2 separate regions of the Mus musculus genome follow, and region 1 is linked to region 2. A link is a contact called in public Hi-C data. All regions are on one chromosome and are shown on one strand. Each heading gives the region's core, a stretch centred on a gene start, on an enhancer-like site or on the middle of the called end of the contact. The rest is flanking DNA. Distances are from core to core; before and after follow the strand shown.

Region 1 (5,331 bases), core at 2,805-5,304, 100 kb before region 2:
GCAGACTTAAAAAATAATAGGAGTAGGGCAGACTTTAAAAATAATCAGGGATAAGCAGGTCCAGGTCGCACCAGCTCAGAGGCAGCTCAGGTGAACTGTAACCTTGAGCACGTCTTGCTATCATCTCTACCTGCAGCTCCTCAATTTTAGAATATGTGGTATTGCCCGTGAGGCAAGGTCAGGGTGGGAGTAGGGAAGTCGATCTGTGGAGCTGCTCTTAGACCACGTCCCTGTGGAGTTCAGCATCCCCACCTCTGCCTGTGAGGCACGTGGGGCTTCCGGTGACATCCTTGACAGACACCCTTATAACTTCCTAAAATGTTGTGATAAGCTGAGAGGTGTGGGATGCTATGTCTAGAGTCAATTGTGAGAACTAAGCCACACCAATATGATGAAAATTTGCAGGCATGCTACCAGGATAAAATGTAACATAACCAATTCATAAGAGTCAGATATCTAAGTCTCTGACTTGCAGTCTAAAATCTGGGTGCACAAAAAAGTATGAGCATAAGCATTTAGCTTCATGGATACTAAATTTCTCTTGTTGACATACTCATTGTTCTATTTCTACGGAATTTGATTTGCAACCTAGCTTCACCCTATTTTAGCAACCCACCACACACACTTTGGTTTGTAAAAGGTTAAGACAAGATGAGGGACATGTCCCCTCCCTTTCTTTTGGGGACCCATGTTATTATGACTGCAAAACCTTTCCCCCTGTGAAACAGAAATGAGTCTCATAGACTATGAGTTACTGTGACAAGTTCGTCTTTGATCTGCTAGATGAGCCAGTATCTTAGAGAATCATTTGGAAATTTCTTTTTAATTTTACTAAGATTAAATTTGTTAAAATATGGTTACCACCACTTTAAAACTGATCACAGTTTTTAGCAAAATATTTTTCAAGCCTGGACAAGTGACCAAACTTAAAAATGGGGAGGGGGAGAGGAGTGTCTTGAAATATTTTAAGAGTATTTTTTAAAGCTGTTAACTGAACTATTTTTAATTTGGAATTTGCCACAGAATTCTAATAAATGAGAGAAGTCAGGCGGAAATAATCATGTATTAATTCTCTGCATTACAAAATCTTTTCAGAAGCTATTATCAGAGCAAGAGGCATTGCGGTCTGAATTCAGGGTGGGAGAAGGCCTTTGTGCGGCTGAAAGCTATTGTTCCCCTCTACAGATGAAATTGTACTTGCAAATCTGCCATTCAAATAGCCACAAAAAAAAGCTTATATGAGCAGAAGAATCTCCCAAGAAATAATTATTTTTAAGCATAAACTTTAATGAAAACAAGTTATGTGCTGTTTTTAAAAATAGGCTGTTTGTTGAAAAATCTCAGGCATATACATAAGTGAATATACAAAAGATAATAACTTATTTGCTATCTTGAAACACTCCTAAAATAGTTGTTCTAGAAAAAAGCGCTCTGTTTTAAGATGAGGGAAGATTCATGATTTTGATGTTGAAAAGGAGGAGAGAGTTCTTTGAACTCATTTTTAATGTTGCTTGTTAACCACAACAGGGTGGAAGAACCAGCTAAGCTAGCAGAGAAGAGGCCAAATGGATCTATCCAAAGAGGGAACCTGCCCCCTTGCATTTTTCCGATCCACTGGCTGCGTTTTCTTTACATCAGAACTCAAAACTGGGCAGCGGGTACCCTCAGAACACTTCGCAGGCCAATATTTTGGCTTGTTTAGTGCCTGAGGCCTGGAGTGTTCAGGAGTTTTCTAGGGTGATGTCCTGGTATTGGAGAGGGATATTTGGCCGTACTGTCCCAGTCCAGTCCTGAACTAGCCCCAACCCCAAGAATCAACTACCTTCAAGACTGAAATATCTTATTTTAGCTTAACTCGCTCTCATGCCCGTAAAGGCCTTGGCTTTGCCCAGCTTTGCCCAGCTGGTCAATACCGGGTTGTGGAAGGAGTCAAGCGCGGGACTAAGAAGCTGGATGGCGGCAGTCACAAGTCCCCTCCCCCACACGGGGAGGCTGACCCTCACAGGCCTCTGCTTTCTCACCCCGGTTTCCCTGTCCCTTCCCCCTCACTAATTCCCAAGATCTCTGTAGAGGTCGTGGAGATCAGACCATGGCGCAGGACACAAAAGGTCGTGGGTTCCCGGGAGCCTCCAGTATTCACAGCCCCAGAGGGTCCTAGCTGGGACAATGCCACAGCCCAGCCTCCCTGGCCACAAAGCGCGCTCGCAGGAGCCGTAAATGTCCCCAACAAGGCCCGTACCCACCCCAAAATACCAAAAGCACCGCAGCGCTACCGTGGCCGACTAGCACTCCCCAGCTGGGCCACTGTGCACTTTAGGAGTGGAGCATCTAGGCTGGGGGCTGGTGGGCACTAACCCTAACCTCCTTTCTCTGCTTCCTCATATTTGCTTGATTCCTAAAATCTGTCATCCTGGCTTGGTGAAAACCATTTGGACCACTAAGCCCTTTACACCAGATCGGGAAGACTCTCGGTTTCCAGCAGTAACACGCAATGCCTGGTACCTAAGAAAGCCCGAGGTCTGCTGACTTCGATGGACAACTGAAGAACTGAGCAGAAACTGAGTGGGATAGGACCCAGGCAGGCAGAGGCACGGTGAGGCTCGACAGGTGGACTGCAGTACACACCTAGTTCTACCACGTACAGGGCCCTGGCAATCCTTATACTGACCCCTCTTCTTTAAAGCAGTCCAGCCTGGAGCGTCGCGTTGCAACGAAGACGCAAAGGGACTTCGGCTTTAAAAGTCAATGATGCTGATTTGGGGGCTACCCAGATGTCTGGGGGCGCAGCTTCTTTAACCGCAAAACAGGCGGGTTTTAGGAACCAAACCATTAGTCAGAAATGAAATAAATAAGCTCTTGTTCTAACAGCTCTGAGTCAGAAGTTTTTCTGGCGAGTACGCGACCGCCCCACCTGGCGCGCCCGGGGGGTGGGGGTCTCGGATAGATAAGGGTGGGAGAAAGTGTAGGATCCCTCTGGGGCAGGGAGGTAGAAGCTCAAAGGTGATTCTTGGAGAGGCTGGGATTGGGGAGTCAGAGGACTCCTCACTTTCCTGGGCCGCCCCCACCTGCTTCTCTGAACGCTCCGCCCCGGGCCCACTTGGTCCTCTTAACTCGCCGCCAGCTGGGACTATCAAATGGCACAGAAGCACACCCGGGACCCCAGAAAGGAGAGAGTAAAGAGATCTCCAAAATGCTGCCAGAGGAAAACGTCCCCAGACCAGTCCCCTTTATGCTAGCTGCTCATCTTGTCCTTCATCCATCCTCCCTCTTTGCTCATCATACCGTATGTCTCCATCTCCTCTCATCCTCGAGGCCGTTTTCTTCAAGTTCTGAATTTCCCAGAGGCCCAGCCTTATGACAAGCCGAGAGGAGTACTCAAGAGAAGTCCTACAGACCACTATCCCATTATCCCTTGGGGAAGTCTCCTCTGTCTCTCCCTTCTAATCTGTGCGCTCAGAAAGAACTACCATCGTGGGCACTCCGCCTCAGACCCACCTGGAGATAATTCCAAAGGTGGTATTTCCTGTTGGCCGGACCTTTGACATGTGTCCTGTGGCAAGTCAGTTACCCTCTGAACTAGGCAAGACGCCCAGTCCTGTATCTGGGGCCCTCAAGCACACCCTCAACCCTTGGAAGGTTCTGTTCTGCGCCCTGCCAGCACTAAGCTTGGTGATGGCCGGGGGGGTATCTACTCTTGATCCTTTCTGCCCCACCCCACTCTTGTCTCCTCTGCCAGGGCCCACCCGACCGCCCCTCTCAGTGCCACGACAAGGCTGGCCATCCCTGGTTACCTGCAGCAGGGAGGACGCTTGATGCCCAAGAAAGCAGGAGGTGGGGGTGTGCGCCCTGCTAAGCCGCTTCGGGGCTCAGCGGCCGCTGGCGACAGCGCCATCATCGCAACCAACTGCTTCCCTGCATTGAAGCCACTGACGAGAGGGGCCATCCTGCTTCTGACCACAAACTTCTCAGGAGGCGGGTGGAAACAAAGGTGCCGCGCGTCCCAGCGGTGGCGCGCCGTAGCACTCGCTCCGAGCCGAGGGTGCAGGCAGTTCTGCGAGGCCTGCCGGTGCGGCCCGGCGTGCTCCGCCCCAACCCGGCCCCCTGGCTAGGCGCACCGGGTCCTGACGCTGCGTGGGCGGGTGCAGGGCCGGGCTCGGGACGGTCCCCGCAAGGCGGCTGGCCGCGCGCGCAGCTCCAACCGGCGCGGGCGCCGCGCCCCGCCTTATATCCGGCCCCGCGCGCACCCGGCCGGCGACGGCGGCGCGGCTCGCGGCCCAGCCACCGGTTGCTATAGCGATGTCGTTCCCCCCCCCCCCCACATGTTGCTGACAGCAATTGGCTAAGGGGCCGCGGCTCTCCGTACACCCTCATCCGCCCAAGACTATGAATGGACATAAGCTTTGTCAGTCATTGGTACCGCGCCGGAGCCTGGGCCTTTACCGGTTCTTTCTTTCAGTCTTTCTTTCTTTCATTCCCGAGTTGCACTTCTTTCTGGCCAAGTTCAGAGTAGCATTAGGGTGAGGGAATGAAGCCTCAACTAGAAAAGTCGCCCCTCATGGCCCTACTGTGACCTTTGCTTATGGCAGGGGAAGTATTTCCTAGAGACTCTCCAGGAGAAAAAAAAAATTACGGTAAACCGAGCCCGTTCTCGCCTTTCCAAACAGAAGCACATTAATTACCTAAGGGACTCCCCCATCCCCATCCTCCCACCACCACATACTGTACATGAACCCCAGTTTCTAAGACTCAGATGCTCATAGGGAGCAGTCTGTTGAAAGCAGGTGCTAATGAGACTTTGCCACCACTCGGTCCAGGCCAATTGTGGGACTACCAGCCCAATATGTTTGACTGAGGCAGCAGTGAAAAGCATTTCTTTCTTCATCTTTAAGCTCTTGTCATCACCGTAGATGGCCGCCCGACCCCCCGGGGGCCTGTGTGTAGGATACAGGACTACCTTTCCAGTCGCTGGAGCCTACCCAATTACTTGACGTGAGCGCAGACCTGGGGCAGGACTCCAGAGGGTTTATGCTAGCCAAGCGGTCTCTAGAGTCCTCCTCTGGGTTCCGACTCTCTGCATGAGGCTCCCGGACTTTCCCTTCCCACAGTCTTCCTCCCCAACCCTTGTTTGGCCCCGGGCATGGCCACAGGTTGGACACCCTGGTGCGCTGCGCCCCCACAGAGCGGCCAGGAGCCTAAGAGCGAAACCCAACATCTGTGCGTACAATACGCTCTTCAAGACCCACAGCTGCAGGAACAAGGGGAAGAAAGGAAAGTGTGGGGGAGCAGATTTTGTCATACACAGATGACAGTCTGCGGAGGGCTCTTTTTCAG
Region 2 (4,759 bases), core at 1,351-3,850:
ATGATGGGTAAGATGGTTTGGTCCCTGCAAATTGTCCTATGACTTTCATTTGTATATCATGGCCCACCCCCATGAGTTAGTTGAAAATGTAATATATTTTAAATGCATCTAATTGGCTATTTTATCACAGATCAATTATACTTCACTAAAGCTGTCTAAAACATACATCAGAATCCAGGGATTGTCCTCGGCTGAGCGCATCAACCATCTCCCTGCTCCATGCATGAGCCATGTGTCTGGAAGAGAATCCTTCTGACAGAGGAGTGGACAGGGACCTGAGCCAGGGGACTAACACATTTCTCATCTTGTGTCAGAATAAGAAGCTGTGTGGGGCTTCTTGACTTGAGTAAAGAGAAAAGATTAAAAACCATCTACTGGGCATCTGGGGAGACTATTTGTAAGGCAGGAAAGGCCACAGTATCCCATGCTTTGAAGCAATAGCCTCGCGAACATATTCACAAACACGGCCAGAAGAGGTTGGCTGCCTGCGCGGCCCAAAGAAGGCGCAGGGACAGAGTTAGTAATGTGGGAGCCAAGACACAGTGCGATGAGAAACAGCAGCTTAATAAAAGCTAGGCTGTTATCAAGTTATGAAGGCAAAGAGCAGGAACTGGGGGAGATGAAGAAAGAGTAAGGAAATTAAAGCTACAAAAGCAGAGTTAAAATCCACACTGGGGGCAACAGAGCAGAACCAGTGGCCATATCAGCCTGACTCGCTCAGCTCTTCGAAAATAATGAGGGAAGGGCCGGAAACAGTGGAGGTGGGGCAGTCAGAACTGTGTAGACGAGGACAAGACGCAGCCCAAGAACCAACCACGAGGTCAGAAGAATGGGGGCAGTGGTAGGATGCTTGCTTGCCCTTCGGCATAGTTTCCACCCAATGACACCTGGCTTGCACAGCAAATTGCAGAAGGAACACTGTACAGATGGACCCCGTAGAGCATCGTCTGACGTAGAACTTAAGGGTATTGATGTGACGAGCCAATGGGAAGGCAAGGTGTGATGGTTTATCCCTCCCATCACAGTACACTAAATAAGAACTGCAGTGATCAGGATAAACAAGTGTTCTAGGTGGAACCACCTGGCTCCGAAGGACTGAAAGAGGGGGCCATGCTCCACTCCCGTGTGCCCAGAGTCACCTTGCCCCTCCGAGTTCCAGCTTGGGAAGCAGCTGCTAGAAGGAACACTGTTGGCAGTGATATTCACATCCAAAGACCACGGATCCTGGAAGAAGTCCCCATCACAGGCCCCACTGGGAACCAGCAGTTTTCCTTCCAATGAAGCACTAGACCAGGACTCTCCTGGGAGCAGCCAGGGCAAGCATCTGGAAGTTCCCTGGTAAAGGCCCCTGGCTCAGTACACAGCCTGCTTGGGTCTCCCGGTGACATGTGTGAGTGAGGGGGAACTACTGCTCCTCCTAACTGACCTTGCTGGTTGAGCCCACCCTACATGGAGGTCCCTCCCATGTGCTACTAGGGAACATCACAAGCACTATTGGCCACTGACACCAACATGCTTGCAGGACAGAGATTCGGGTGTTGGAGAGCTAGCTCCTGGAGTGGGACCCCTGGCACCTGCCTTCACGCCTTCCCCCTGCCCACGGTGAAGCTGATGGCAAGCCGATCAAGCTGCCCACCCCCACCCGAGGGCTTGATGGGAAGTCAGAGCACTACACTGTGGGTCTTCTTCAGCACCCACTCATGTTACCAACTCTTTTTTTTGTTGTTGTTGTTATTGTTGTTGTTGTTCTTAATAGTTTTAAATTTTAACTTATAATATTGTATTTTGGCTTACATGAAACACTGGTAATGAGCCCTCCCCACTCCCACCCCACACACGATGACTCTGAAAAACTCCCCTAAAGAAATCCTAAATTAGTCTTTAAAAAATACACAAAAATACACTGGGGCAGGGACACTGGCCCTTAAGGAGCAGTAATTACTGAGACTGAGGGGTGCCAGAGGCCCAGTGTGGTCTTTGTGCTCAGGGACTGACAGACTCAGGCTCATACATAATTCAGGAGCAGAGACAATACAAGGAGCAGAATTTAGAAAGAGCCAGAGTGGCTAAACACCCATGCCTGGGGTAAATAAAGAGTGCCCAGGAACCCTGTGATGATTTTTTGTACAATTTATGAAAAAAAATCATAGCGTTGAGGTACTAGGGTACCCTCCCTGTGTGTGGTGGGAACATCCCAGGTTTTCACTTTTCCCTAGGAAAGTGTGTAGCCCTCGTGGGCCCGCAGAAGAGCATATGGTACTGCAGGGACAGTGTGTCCCCCACCCCTTTCGTCCTCCTTCCTTTCTCTGTGCACCACAATGCAAAGCTTTGTCGAGCTAATACTTCAAGGATCAACATCGAAATTGGAACTTTCTCTTTCTATAGCCACATCCAATTAAAAGTATCTTAGACCTCCCAGCGGCTCCCCCTCCAGGGCGGCCTGGCTGTCAGAGCCCTGGAACTATACATACATTTTAAATCAACCTGCGGGTCTCCAACCCATACACAATATTATAAACAGCATTTTCGCAGCCCCTTTGTGTGTGCCGCTGTGAATCGGGACCGCTGAATCACATGGGTAAACCCTGCCTCCACCCACACATTCCCGGTTTATGGAGTCATTTCAGAGCAATCCAATTAGTCTCCTCCACCTGACCGTCTGTTGATTACATTTGGATTTTTCTTTGCAGGCGATGTGGGGCGCTCACTCTATGCCGTACAGCTGCAGCTTCTCACCTTCTCAACCCCGCCGAGGAGGAGAATTCACTGCACAAACTCCTGTGCGAATCGTGTGTAAGGAAAACAGTTTGTACAGACGCCTGCCTGAATGTACCAACCTCAGGAGAGTGCCCTGCACAAAGGCCTTTGTGGGCCTAGCTTAGGAGAATCAGACATATTAACCAATGCAAATAAAGGGAGAAGGACTAGAGATGGACTCCTCAGAGAAAGGAAACATGACAACTGTACGCAGGCCAGGAGTGTGGGACCACGGGCTCTGGTCTCTACACGTTTCTCAGCTCATGCTCTGTGAACATTGCTGTGACAGTGACAACCAAGATTTCCACCCCCCTATAAAATTAAATGTCACTCTTGATAGCATAAAATCTGAAACATCATCCTGCCAAGTCCACACCAATACTTGCACAGAAAATTAAACCCTCTCTGTTTATTGAGAGGGTAATGTAGCCTTCAGATGTGTGAGAACCCCTGCTAAGTGAGAAATTAAAAAAGCACCACTGTACGGTCTAATGGTATGTATGAAATAAGAAAGGTAACTTAATTGGTAATCAGAAGAAATCATAAAACTAATCATGCAATTAATGTCTTCAAAAGCAAGCACACGAGGTGTGTATAATTACAAGGAAACAGCGCAATGGTGGCCACTAGGGCCTTGCACGGCTTCCTTGGATGGCCTTCAGCGCCTGCATATGGACTCCCTGGCTTGGTGTCTTTGCCACCTTCTCTAGCACATGGGCCACACCGAACTCCCCTCATGCAAAGGGATCCTAGCATGCCTCTCTCTAAGCTCTGTTCTTCCTTGTCACTGGCTATGGGTCCCTTGGGAGGTATGGCCATGCGTGTATATGTGACAGTTGGGGATTGCTCACTGAGGTGGCTGTGGGAACAACTAATGAACACATATTTACATCTGCAATACCCTGGTTTTCTTTGGAAAGCTACACTGAATAATAAGCAGTTGTTGCTTAACACACACAGTTTGAAGGCTGTTGCAGGGAGGTTAACTTGTTGATAAGTAGGGCCTGTGATGAAGAACCACCAGGTGTTTTTTTCTAGGTCCTATGTCTCTGCACCAGGAGTCCCCCACACAGGTCACCACAGTCCTCTTTTATCCTGGTGACTATATCCTATGTCTCTGCACCAGGAGTCCCCCATGCAGGTCATCACAGTCCTCAGAGAACTAATTGTTCACAAACAAGAAATTACAGAGGAAGAATTCCATTGCTGCTTGTCTTATGCTGATTTGGTCTTGGGGGTAATCACAGTGCCCTGTAGGTTCACACCAACATTGCCTGTTAAGGATGTGCACTAATCTCTCTGCAGAGCTGCATGAGGCTCCCTGGACCTAGCCTGCCACCATTAGGTAGAGGAGAAATGGCCAGTGGGAGAAGCAGTAATAGCTAGGCTGGAGTTAGAGGGAGAGATAAGATGCTAGGAAGAGGAATGGTGTGAGTAGGAGGCCCATTAACAGCAGAGCAAGATATCAAGGGAAGGGCTGAGCATGGTGGTAAGGGGAGCCTAAGGGGAAGAGCTTGGAATCCCATGGATAAAGAAGGTGTGCTATGTGAAATGAATACATTATGGTTAGTCTTGCCCTGCTGTGAGTGTATTCACTTTTAATTTGACCTCAGTGCCCAAGGACTTGCAGTTTGCACCCTGCAGGGGAATGCTGTCCTTGGCATGGGTGGTGCGCTGAGGACTTGTGGCGGTCCCATCAGGACCCTGACACATGGTGGAGGGTTGTTCTGTGAGGACCCACCTGGCCGATGTCTTCTTTCTCTTCTAAGGTCTGTTTTCAACAAGCAGACGAGTCACAGATATGAGACAGGCACATAATTCTATCTTCTCCATACAAGGGGGAGAGAATCATCTCTTTGCTCCTGGCAGTGGACATTTCACGTAAAGCAAAGGGCTTACTGCTTTAGAGAACGTACAACGTACGTGGCTAGCAAGAGAAGATGCAGAAAAGGCCCTCCTTTAGCTATCCTCTGCAAACCATAGTCTGAGAGCACTCCCTTGT

What was found. A called contact is a pair of places that touch in the nucleus more often than the background predicts.
Region 1: a Hi-C map of the N1E-115 cell line shows a contact between it and region 2, with 5 times the contacts expected there. The contact joins two enhancer-like sites. A contact is called at or near these places in 1 of 39 promoter capture datasets (hippocampal neurons), 12 of 484 Hi-C or Micro-C datasets (the N1E-115 cell line, brain, cortical neurons and 6 more) and 16 of 115 datasets of contacts at active chromatin or transcription factors (astrocytes, craniofacial prominence, differentiating embryonic stem cells and 9 more).

The regions. Positions count from the first base shown.
Region 1 is chr12:117,152,759-117,158,089 of GRCm38.p6, reverse strand. All of the region lies in intron 12 of Ptprn2 (protein tyrosine phosphatase, receptor type, N polypeptide 2), which reads right to left. Among named protein-coding and RNA genes, the nearest start is that of Gm10421, 4.2 kb to the right of the region's middle. Within about 2 kb of position 4,054, at least 31 of the 459 cell types and tissues checked have an H3K27ac peak or open chromatin away from gene starts, as enhancers often do. A contact at or near this core is called in the N1E-115 cell line, where this site is marked.
Region 2 is chr12:117,051,877-117,056,635 of GRCm38.p6, reverse strand. The region is part of intron 12 of Ptprn2 (protein tyrosine phosphatase, receptor type, N polypeptide 2); the gene reads right to left. Among named protein-coding and RNA genes, the nearest start is that of Gm10421, 97 kb to the left of the region's middle. Within about 2 kb of position 2,600, at least 69 of the 459 cell types and tissues checked have an H3K27ac peak or open chromatin away from gene starts, as enhancers often do. A contact at or near this core is called in the N1E-115 cell line, where this site is marked.